Linked DNA regions of Mus musculus: region 2 is linked to region 1. A link is a contact called in public Hi-C data. All regions are on one chromosome and are shown on one strand. The core of a region is the stretch at or near the end of the contact, and the rest is flanking DNA. Distances in the headings are between cores, read along the strand shown. Region 1 has its middle 16 kb from the start of Aym1. Region 2 overlaps Wscd2 (WSC domain containing 2).

What was found. A called contact is a pair of places that touch in the nucleus more often than the background predicts.
Region 2: a Hi-C map of cerebellar granule neurons shows a contact between it and region 1, with 3 times the contacts expected there. The contact joins two enhancer-like sites. A contact is called at or near these places in 2 of 39 promoter capture datasets (embryonic stem cells and hippocampal neurons), 3 of 15 datasets of contacts at CTCF or cohesin (all in embryonic stem cells), 38 of 484 Hi-C or Micro-C datasets (the AtT-20 cell line, brain, cerebellar granule neurons and 20 more), 15 of 115 datasets of contacts at active chromatin or transcription factors (craniofacial prominence, differentiating embryonic stem cells, embryonic basal ganglia and 8 more) and 3 of 9 other capture datasets (adipose tissue, liver and pancreatic islet).

What each region holds. Positions count from the first base shown.
Region 1 is chr5:113,371,001-113,376,006 of GRCm38.p6, reverse strand. No RefSeq gene overlaps it. Among named protein-coding and RNA genes, the nearest start is that of Aym1, 16 kb to the right of the region's middle. Within about 2 kb of position 2,541, at least 38 of the 459 cell types and tissues checked have an H3K27ac peak or open chromatin away from gene starts, as enhancers often do. A contact at or near this core is called in cerebellar granule neurons, where this site is marked.
Region 2 is chr5:113,562,165-113,567,781 of GRCm38.p6, reverse strand. All of the region lies in intron 4 of Wscd2 (WSC domain containing 2), which reads right to left. Among named protein-coding and RNA genes, the nearest start is that of Gm52822, 21 kb to the right of the region's middle. Within about 2 kb of position 2,526, at least 1 of the 459 cell types and tissues checked has an H3K27ac peak or open chromatin away from gene starts, as enhancers often do. A contact at or near this core is called in cerebellar granule neurons, where this site is marked.

The DNA.
Region 1 (5,006 bases), core at 1,292-3,791:
ACACTAACTCCTAGTCTCCACAACTTGCTCCCCAAACAGCCCCACCTGCTGGTAACTGGTTGTATTACACACGAGCCTGTAGGGGAACCTTACAGATTCAATCTCTGACTGGAAAGATACAGAGAGATTTGGAAAGAAGAGATCCCTTCACACAGTTGAGTGAGGGGCTAGGGGAAGGGAGAGGCAGTGATGCCTGGAATCATCTTGTGTGAACCAAACTGTGGGTATTCTGTTCTGTTCATCGACAGGGAAACCCTGTGGAAATAAGCGGACCTTCACCCAGTCCACTGCCCAAGCCGTGTCCCCTCCTCCTTGCAAAGAGATCAGAGCTCAAAGATCCAGTTCACTGGTCAACTCTGCAGATCTGGCTCAAGAAGGCCAGTGCAGCTCCGGTTGTGTTTGCTTGGCCGTTGGTTGGACAGTTAGTATCTATCCACAAAGCTCCTTGCAAGGCAGAAGATGCACCAACAATAATTAAAAAGACGAGCTGGCCCGCTGGGCCCTTCAGTCCTGGGTGAACACCTATTGGGAAAGGGCACACCTGTAGTCCCAGATACTTAGGGACTGAAGAAGAAGGGTCATGAGTTTAAAAGAGGGAAAGGAAAGGGAGTGGGACTAGGCTCTGTCTCCACATCTGGGAAATGGGGATCCTTGGTCCCCCTCAGAGCTGTCATGTTACAGGAGGCACCACAGGGCAAGCTCCGCTCTGTGAAGGACAGCAGTGGTACTGGGGCAAATCCATTCTTGTGGAGAATGACCCTGGAACGCCCGGGAGTCACTTGGGCCTTTCCTCTCTAAATCTTTTTGTTGTGGTTTTGTTTTGTTTTGTTCTGTTTTTTTCAAGACAGGGTTTCTCTGTCTTGTGTAGCCCTGGCTGTCCTGGAACTCACTCTCTAGACCAGACTGGCCTCAAACTCAGAATTCTGCCTGCCTCTGACTCCCAAGTGCTGGGATGAAAGGCGTGTGCCACCAGTGCCTGGCCTTCCTCTTTAAATCTTAATCTTCAATTGCAGTTTCTATTTCCTTCTCCACTAGTGTCTGGCCTCCTTTTTACCCAATAAAGCCAAACACAGACTGGCATGTTGCTTTTTAAAAAGAAAAAAAGGAGGAAGGAAGGAAGAAAGGAACAAAGTTATAAGGCAGAGAAAAAATCCTTCAAGCATTCATTGAAAATTGTGAGCCTGTTTTGGAAGTAAGAAACCAACCATCGGTTTGCTCCTCCTGGCCTTCATCCTGAGTCGCAAGCCTTCCACCGTGATTCAAAACCCCCCCTCCCCCACCCCGGGAATGGCTGAAACATTGTTTTTCTCAGGGGAAATGAATCTTGGTCTGAAACTGAAGCTGACAGCATTCAGGACGCTCTCTGAGCCTGCTCTGGACACTTGCTGTTCTGCTGTGTGCAGAATCAGACCTTCATGCTGGGACATCTGAATCTATTCACAGGAACTCAACAGGATGTGCGGTTAATATTCTGACTATGATTAACCCCCCCCCAAAAGCTCTGGCCCCAGTTCCTTCCCTGCTCCCCTCCGAGGGCCCAGCTCTGCTGAAATGCATGTGGATTCGATCAGAGGGCCAGATTTATAGAGGCTGCCGAAGCCTGGCGTGCCAGCAGTCATAAGTTATATTCCTATTACGGCGTGGGCAATAAAAACTCAGATATGTATTCTGCTATATTTCGAGGAACCTTTGCAAAGCATCTGGGCTGCCCGTGAGATCTTATCCAGAAAGATGTCTCCTTGGTGGCCTGGAGCAGCCAAGGCCACTTTTGAACCTCAGTGCTGGGGTAGGTAAGATCAGTCAGGGTCCCCCTGAGATAGAATCCTGGTCCTGTTCCCTGGGGATAACAGGCTGTGTGTGACCTAGGCAAGACCCCTAGTTGCTTGTGCACACTGGAAATAGTATCCTCAGATGGTCTCGTTTACTTTTTAAGTAAGTAACTTTCTGACTCCAGTTTCTACCCAGTGCATTGTGCCCCTCTAGGAACCTTCTCTGTACTATAGTCCCACTGACCTGCAGTCAACACTGGGCTGAGGGTATCACATAGGAAGTATCAACAATAACTTATACACATTGTTGTACACAATTTGAGTAGGATGAGCAAAGCCTCTTGACATCCTACTGGAGCCAGAACCATTCCTTTGGAGGCTGGAAAAACTGGTTAAAAGCCCTGGCTGCTCTCCCAGAAGACCCAGGTTCAAAGCCCAGCACTGAGGTGGGCTTTCAGCCCTCTGTAGCTCCCGTTCCAAGGGATGCAGCACCCTCTTTCGGCCTTCCGAGGTACTGCATGCACAAGGAGGCAAGACACGGGTACCCATAAAGTAAAAATAAAGAAATCTTAAAACAAAAGAAGATAGCGGAGTCCAGACTGTCCGTGGTCGCTCGCAATAGCAACGGAGGCAGGTTCTACTCACTACACGGTCACGGTATGGCTGTTTGTCAAAGACCTGCTCGATTTACGTGCACCTCACTAGGTGCAGGGAGAGCCATCTCGATGGCGGAGGGGCCACGGTAACTTCCTTTTCTCGCAGCATAGTATGTTAACTGGCGGTTCTTATCGCTGTTGTGGATAGCGCCCAGGATGTGAACAGGGCGTCACCACACATACAGAGAGATGGCAGGCAGTCTCCTCATCTTCAGCCATCCTCTGGTGGTCTTGGAGCACCTCTCCTGTGGATGTGGGGGAGGGGGGTACTACGTAGCTGACATTATTTCTTCGCACTCCTGACGAGTGACAACCACCCTTAAGTGACTCCGCGCGGTGGCTGGGAACCGCTGGTGTGTGTGGAAGTAAATTAAAGCAACCCCGAGGACTGGGAACCTGAGCCCGGTCTAGCAAAGAGGGGGGCAGAGTCAACCCCACCCCCACCTCCGGCTGCTTCAGTGAGCATGGTAGCAGCTAGAGACTGGCAGAGGCCTTTGTCGGCTGCTCCCCTGATGGCAGGCTATCCCTGCTCCCTGGAAGATAAAAGGCCCTTCAGGCTGCAAGCCGTGCAGAAAGGCAAGCACCTGAAGCATCCAGCGTGGTTGGTGTGTGGCTGGTGATTGGGTGTGTGTGGGGGGGGGCGGGGGTCTCTTTGTATAGTTTCTGAAATTCTCGTGCCGTGTGTGAAGAGGAAGAGCTCTAGGTCTTCAGCAAATGCTGGGGCGCTGATCACTATGCAAGGGACCCCAGCAGGACTGCTGCCCCAGACACTGTGCGTAACCCTCAGGGGTTCTGTGGGTGCCGTGACGTGATAGGTGTGACAAGCCCTGCCTAGAGAGATATGAACATCATTAACTTCCTGAGTTCCCAGTGACAAAGCACAGCCCAGTCCAAGTTCACCCCAGGGAGCCAGTTTCTTAGGTTACTTACAGATCTTGAGTCCAGGGTCATAGAAAGGACTCTGGGTGACCCTAAAGCATCAGGAGGTCTGTGTCCCACACAGCACCCCATCCCTACCCCAACCCACATACACACGCCAGCTGCATGAAGATCATTCCTGTTAGTTTTCCTACCTGTGTACTATAGCACCTCTCTGAGACCCTGAGGACAATTAGGGACAAACTGCACTGGAATGATCTGGAGGAGTGGCTGGACATTCAGTCTAAGGTCCCATGACCCGCCCCAGTCCTCCTTCTTTGAGGAAATGTCAACAGCCCACAGGCCCAACTGCGATACTCTGACAAAGATGGCGGCTGCTCAGAGGACTAGACGGACCAGACAAAGCAGTCCCATCACAAGCTCAGAACTTCTTCTTGTGCGAGTGGCTCAACAGTCCTGAGCCTCGGTTTTCCCATCCGGAGAGTGGGTGAGTGCTCCCATTTCATAGAAGTTCTGAGTGAATTTTCCATGTTCTGTGATGTCCCCCAGCGCCCACTGCCCACCATTGCTTTGGCTGACTATACTGTTTGAAAGTCTTTTAGGTCAGCGGCCCGAATCTTGAGTTGCAATGACCGCCAGCCAATGAAGATTTGCCAGGAGCCTCCTGGCTGCTTCCTACGGGGGCTTGTTAGGATGAGTCTTCCGTTCACGGGGCTCACGGGGAAGGAAGGCTTTGCTTGTGAGCAAGTTCTGTGGGTGCTGGGAAGGGGAGGCCATGATAAGAAACTGGATAAGATTCTCTCTTCCTTTCCTTTCTTTTTTTTTTCCTTTTCCTTTTTCTTTTTCTTTTCTTTCTTTCTTTTTTTTTTTTTTTTGTTTGTTTGTTTTTTTGTTTTTGTTTTTTGAGACAGGGTTTCTCTGTGTAGCCCTGGCTCTCCTGGAACTTACTCTGTAGACCAGGCTGGCCTCGAACTCAGAAATCTGCCTGCCTCTGCCTCCCAAGTGCTGGGATTGGGATTAAAGGCATGGGCCACCACTGCCTGGCTTTTTTCTTTCTTTTCTTTTTTCCTCTCTAAGAAATAGATGCTAAGGATGAGAGACTGCCGGGAGCTCACAGCAGCTGCTAGGACCTGAATGGATCGGGCTGGGTGGGATTCTAGCTGAAGCAGATGATCTCCAAGCCCCATCCATGCAGAGAAACCATGTGGAGCAGATAGCCGTGTGGGGGAGCGTTGCTCTTTACTGAGGGTGTGGTCACTGATAGGCTTCCAGTGCTCCCGTGGATGCCCTGAGCCCATGGTAGGTTAAGGAGCTGGGCAGGGTCTGTGCTGGTAGGGCCACAAGGGGAGGCGGAGGGCGGAACGGAGGTAGTCGGTGCATTCATATGTCATTGTCCGTGGGTAGGAAATTCTCAAGAGTGAAGAAAATTTTAACACAGAGCATGGGGCTAAGGAAGCATGGCAGGGGCTGTACATGAGGAACACTAAGCCAACAAAAAAAAAAGTGTGGCAAGCTACTGGGGTCAGATAAAGCGAAGTCCCATGATGCCCTGGCCCCATGGTGGCCACTTGTATCTTCTTTCTTCCACCCTTGGACCTTCTGTTCTGTTCCCCACACAGCAGGAGCTCGGTTTCTCCTGTTCATTGCTCCCTTCTGCCATGAGCACAAAGCCCCAGCTCTTTGTCTTGTCCTAAAGTGCCCT
Region 2 (5,617 bases), core at 1,277-3,776, 190 kb before region 1:
TTCATGGGCTGGAAAAGGATGGAGAGATACTTCCATGCCGGGGGTGGGTTGTTCGTGAATAATGTATGTGGGTTTCAGGTCTCTGAGCTGTTTACACCGGCACCGGCCCACAGCAAACACACTGTATTTGGCTTGTAGGAGGTTGTTACATCACGCTGGGGCATATGACGTCTCAGATCTCCTTGTCTTTGGTCCTATTTGGTAGGGGAGGGGCTGGAGGCCCCTGTGTTCTTATGTTTGTATTGGGAGCCATGTGAAGAAGCCGTGAGCTGTGGCGGGTCTGCCTCCTCACCTGTGCGCTGAGACTGAGAACAAGGGGAGAGAGTCCCAGCCTGGACATCAGGAGTCCAGCCTGCAAAGGGCAGGGAGAGCGAGGGAGGGGAAGCTTCTTTGATGTTTAGCATCTGCAGGTGATTGGGAGGAGTGCTGAACAGGGAGCCCTGATTTCAGATAAGTGGGGGTCTGCAGAGCCTCAAGGAGCCAGAGACGGCATCTGGGGAGCGGGTGCAGGGAGTAGCAGGCTGAGAGTTGGGTCTCAGAGCAGGTCACCAGGACACAGGATCTTCCTGCTTGGAGCAGAGCTCCTCACAGCCAGTGAAGATATGTGAGCCTTTTAAGCCAGCAAGGAGAGAGTCCAGCCAACTCTCAGGAGCCCGGCAGAGGCCATCTCTCTCTTTAAGTGGCTGTCCTTTTCAGCTTAGTCAGCTGGACACTGAACATGCTGATGGTGGCTGAGATCTTGGGTCTTACTAGTGCCCTCCTTCCCCCATCTTTGCTACAGGTCACGTGACTGTCTGCCTAGTATCTCTTACACTAGAAAATAAAAGTGAGGTGACCCCTAGCTCCCTTGGCCTCCCTGTGGCATAAAAATATCTGGATTTCCACAGGACTAGGATGATGTTTTTCTTGTTGGGAAAAAAATATCTCTGCAGATGCTTGCAGATTTAGATGGTGATCTTCAGTTTTCACTAAGCCTCAGTCTTCCCATCTGTGAATGGGGTCTCCCACTCCTTCACATGTGCACCTGGAGGCTTAGTACTAGGCAACAGCTACTGTCAGTGTCCCTTTAATATGCAACCCATCCCAGGACGGGATGTCTTAGTGTTGAGAAGGCGACCTCCTCAGGAGCCACCCTCAGCCCAACACAGGTAGAATAAACACTCCAGCCTTCTGTCCCTTGGGCGGGTCACCTCTGAAGCCTGAGTAGTACCACATTGCAGAGAGCTCCAGAGGGCACAGGAGAAGCCTTCACGAGTGGCTAGCTCAATGAAGGACTGGCCACTGGTTGCTTCTAGTGCTGCTACTCTATTTCCCGGCAGAGTCTCTGTGGCATCAGCTCTGGGGAAACAGTGTAAGAAGAATTCCTAGGGGAGAATGTCTTACAAAGGTCAGGGCCCCAGCCTTTCGCTGGTCGCAGATTGTGACAGTTCCCGTTACGTTCCAATGGTGGCCGTGACGGCAGCTTGCGTGTGCATCATCATGTCGGGTGTACTTCATTCTCCTTCATCACAGCCCGTGAGGTCATCAGCACCCCAATTTACAGAGAGCCCAAGACGTGGAAGGACTCCATTTCCAGGTCCCAGAGAACAGGGCTCCTCTGGTCTCCTTGCTGCTTTTCCTTCCTTGGCTTCTCCACATGAGCCACGCCCAGTTCTAAGGTGGGGCTCCGGAGACCCCATGCCAGCCACGCTTATTTCCCAGAATTCCTCTCTGGCACCGCAGCAGGATACTGGGACGGTTGCCGAAGCCCGTGCCCCACATTTTGACAATGTCAGCTCTGACTGGCAGTCTAGCAGGGGCGTGCATGACCCAGTAGCTTGAACTTTCTTTACGGAAAGACTTGAACAGAGCAATGGTGCACTGACACTCGTTGCTGGGGTCAGCTGCAAGAGTTGGAAGCCCCGTCACTACATTGTTCTGTAAATATCACCGGGAATCGGCTCAGAGGCAGACACGGAGGAGTCCTCGTTGGTCTGAAAGAGGACATCACCCCCTGGGTAATTAGGCCAAGTTCCACTGCACTGAAGATGCTGGCAAGGGGAAGCTAGATACCGCTAGCTGGAAGCTGTTCTCAGCCAATAAGCTACCTACAGTCAGAGACACACTGGATTACACAAAGAGCCTCCCTGACTGGGGGTGGGGGCAGGATTCAAGGTAGCTATTTTTAGACATCATCAGATGGTCCCATGGATGTTGGAAATCCAAGTAACTTGAACTGGGTAGTTCTCAGAGCAAACTTAAGAGACTCCATCAGGAGCATCGTGCACCCTGCTGGTGCTGTCACTTGCTTGGTGGCCCCAGTGATGTTTGGAGTTGTCCCCAATTTACAGACAATGATCAGAGACTCAGAATGGACCCACAGCTTGGCCACTGTAGCAAATGAATAAAAATCGGGGTGGAAAAATCCACACCACTCCCCGTGTCTGCCCGTGTTGTGAATTTTGTGGGGAAGTGCAAGCTGAGTCCACCTGTTACAATTGGTCCCATGTCCCAGGACTGTGAGATTCATTGGTGCCATATGTCAGCTTTTGTCAGCTCCTTCCAAAGAGTCACGAGTTTCCTGGACAAGCCAGAGGTAGGTGTGGAAGGAAGTACCAATAAGCAAAAAGCACAAAAGGCACAGAATTTTCCTTCCAACTCTCAGAGATGGGGATCTCCAGCACTAACAGACATGGACAGCAGGCTGGAGAGATGGCTCAGTGGTTAAAAGCACTGACTGCTCTTCTAAAGGTCCTGAATTCAAATCCCAGCAACCATGTGGTAGCTCACAACCATCTGTAATGAGATCTGACACGGTCTTCTAGAGTGTCTGAAGACAGCTACAGTGTACTTACATATAATAAATAAATAAATCTTAAACAAAAACAAAAACAAAACCAGTCCTAGGCAGAATTCACTACCCAGACTGGGTTGTACTCACTGGGTATTGGGATCTTTGGTTTTGCTGTGAATTTTATAATGCCTCATCAAGGTAGAAGAGAGGGCAAAGGTCAGAGAAGCTACCAGGGGGAGGATGAAGAAGGAGCCCTAAGAAGGGCAGAGAGGAAGGAGCCGAGGGACGGGAGATGGCCCAGGGATCACTCGGTGGCTGGCATGGAATTTGATTTGCACCAGAGGGCAATCAGCACCATGGACAGCCACCCAAGGGGGCGGGGGTTGGGGAGTGGGGATAATCTCTCTACAGAAGGTACAGCTAGCTCTCTGGATCTTCTCCAACCCAAATCCTGCAAGCATCCACATGCAGACACACTCTCCTGTGACCTCCTGTAAAATCACAATGTTCTCCACCACCAGCAGTCTGTCCCTGGGGGAAGAAAGCTAAACTCAACGGCACATTTAGCAAAATGTTGTGACAAATGTAATCTCTCCAAGAAGACAGTCCATTTCTTGCTTCTTTTGTATGTACCAAGAGTGAATCTGTGTGCCCTGGAGTCTGTGTCAAGGCAGGAAGGCAGGGCACCTGCAGAAATTGGCCCAGCCTACCTCTGAATGTCTTCATTACTGCAGGAACTAGTGACCTCCTCAAGGGCCCACCAGGGTGGTGCTCAGGAAATACATGCCCCCGTAGGACCTTCTGATTGGAAGTGTTCTCTGTGAGTTCTCAAGGAACTCTGTAAATGGAGTCTTGTTTCTATCCTCTTCATTTCCTGGAAAGGGTGTTCAGGTCATCTATGTTTGCCAAGAGCCAGCAACTTAGATGACACCTCTCTGAGTTGTTTATGGATAATGCAGATCCCAGGTATGGGAGTCAAGGGTGCTTTGGAGTCAGGACAAAGGCAGCAGAGATGAAATAAATCTTAGAGCCAGGAGACAGGAAAGGGGGTCAGGGGTTAGGGGTCGGGGTCAGGGGAAGGAGGAGTCAGGCTGAAGCTGAGTTCTTGCAGAAGTGGAGCTGTTCCAACTGGGTGTCAAAACCTGTTTCCAGCCACCTTCAGTTCCCAGAAGGCACCAGGGCACCAGGAAGCTGTGCCCACCACCACGTCTGATCTGCCTACAGACTTTTCTATATCCAGCTTCTCTTGTTTAGATTTTCCTGGGTTCCTTGGTAGTGGAAGGAAGTCTCAAGCCTGGGTGTCCTTCCCTTCTCTACCAGGCAGAGCTTTACCTATCATTTGAGGAGCCCCACCAAATGCACGCTCTTCTGCGGTGTCTCCCAGGGTGTTCCACCGAGCTACTTCTGCTCTCTGCACCTCCATTTCCTCAAGTTTACAATGGAGACACGAGGAAGCTGCTTCCAACAAGGCATTTGATGAATCTGGAAGTTGCTTCTGGATGAATGATGGTCACTTGCTCACATCAACCCTCCAGAGAAGAGGATTCCACTCAAGTGTCCTCTTGGTTCTCCCCCAGGGCTGAATCAACCCAGCTGGCATCCAACTGTTATCCCAGGACTGTGGCCTCCTGAGAAGGGTGGCCACACCTCCTGCATCGAGTCTGCATGAGAGCACACAGTGCCCTGCTTCAGAATCTCCACACACCACACTGCTGACTGGGAGCAACCCAGCAGGCACCTCGGCTGGACATCTGGTCAACCCTCTGCTTTCTTACCCACACTACCTCCATTCTAGTCTCAGGGGAAGCATCCTTGAGGTTCACAATAAAGCTTGGCTTTCCTTTAGTTCTCCAGTGGAAGGCTTCACGACTTGCACACCACACTGGAAACATCTCTGGGTGCCTTAGAGCAGTGGTTCTCAACCTGTGGGTTTTGACACACCCCCCCCCCCCGTGGTGGTCACATATCAGACATTTCCATTATGACTCATAACAGCAGCAAAATTACAGTTATATCGTAGCAATGAAAATAATTTTATGGTTGTGGGGGATCACCATAACAGGAAGGACTGTGTTAAAAGGTCACAGCATTAGGAAGGTCGAGAACCACTGATCTAGAGGGTGCACAGTTCCTCAGTAGAGACAGCCCACCTCCTTCTGCACATAGCACAACTTAAGCTTTTCTCGGCAGGATGTTGCTCCACCCGGAGGACCTTTACTGCCACAGAGATACACAGACTGAGCGGGAGAATGCATCCCTGCCACTCAGTCCTCCCTATTTGTGTAAAGACCACCGCACACAGGAGATTCCACTATCAGTGGGTGTCACACAACTGCATCCAGTTGAGAAGCCTTTGATTTAAGTGCAGCACCAGAGGGTCAGAAGTGGGCTGCCTCTCAGATGATCCAGCTAAGACACAATCCCTAAATCTCTCCCACCATCCCGGCTGCATCCACGGTCAGCAGCCATGTCCCATCAGTGTCTGCCACGCTTGAGGCTGTCTTCTGGTGGCCAAAGTGCCAGCACTATCAGCACTTGAATAGCAGTACAACTGAGGTCAATCATAAGGATGGGCAATCTGCCATTTTGTTAGGACCGAGTAGCACCGACAGTCAGAACCAAACCGGGGCGCTGGCTTTCTCCAGCTGAGGTTTCCCACCTCTGCGCTTTGCCAGCCGGACCTTCAGACCTGACCTGAGGTACAACCAGCACATTTGCAAATCAGTGACACGCTCAACCCTGTTTGCTGCAGGGCAAAGCTTGCACGATGCTACTACCAAGGTCCAGGATCTCAAGCCATGCACTGTGCTAGAGACGATGCCCCACCCCTACAGGCAGGTGTGG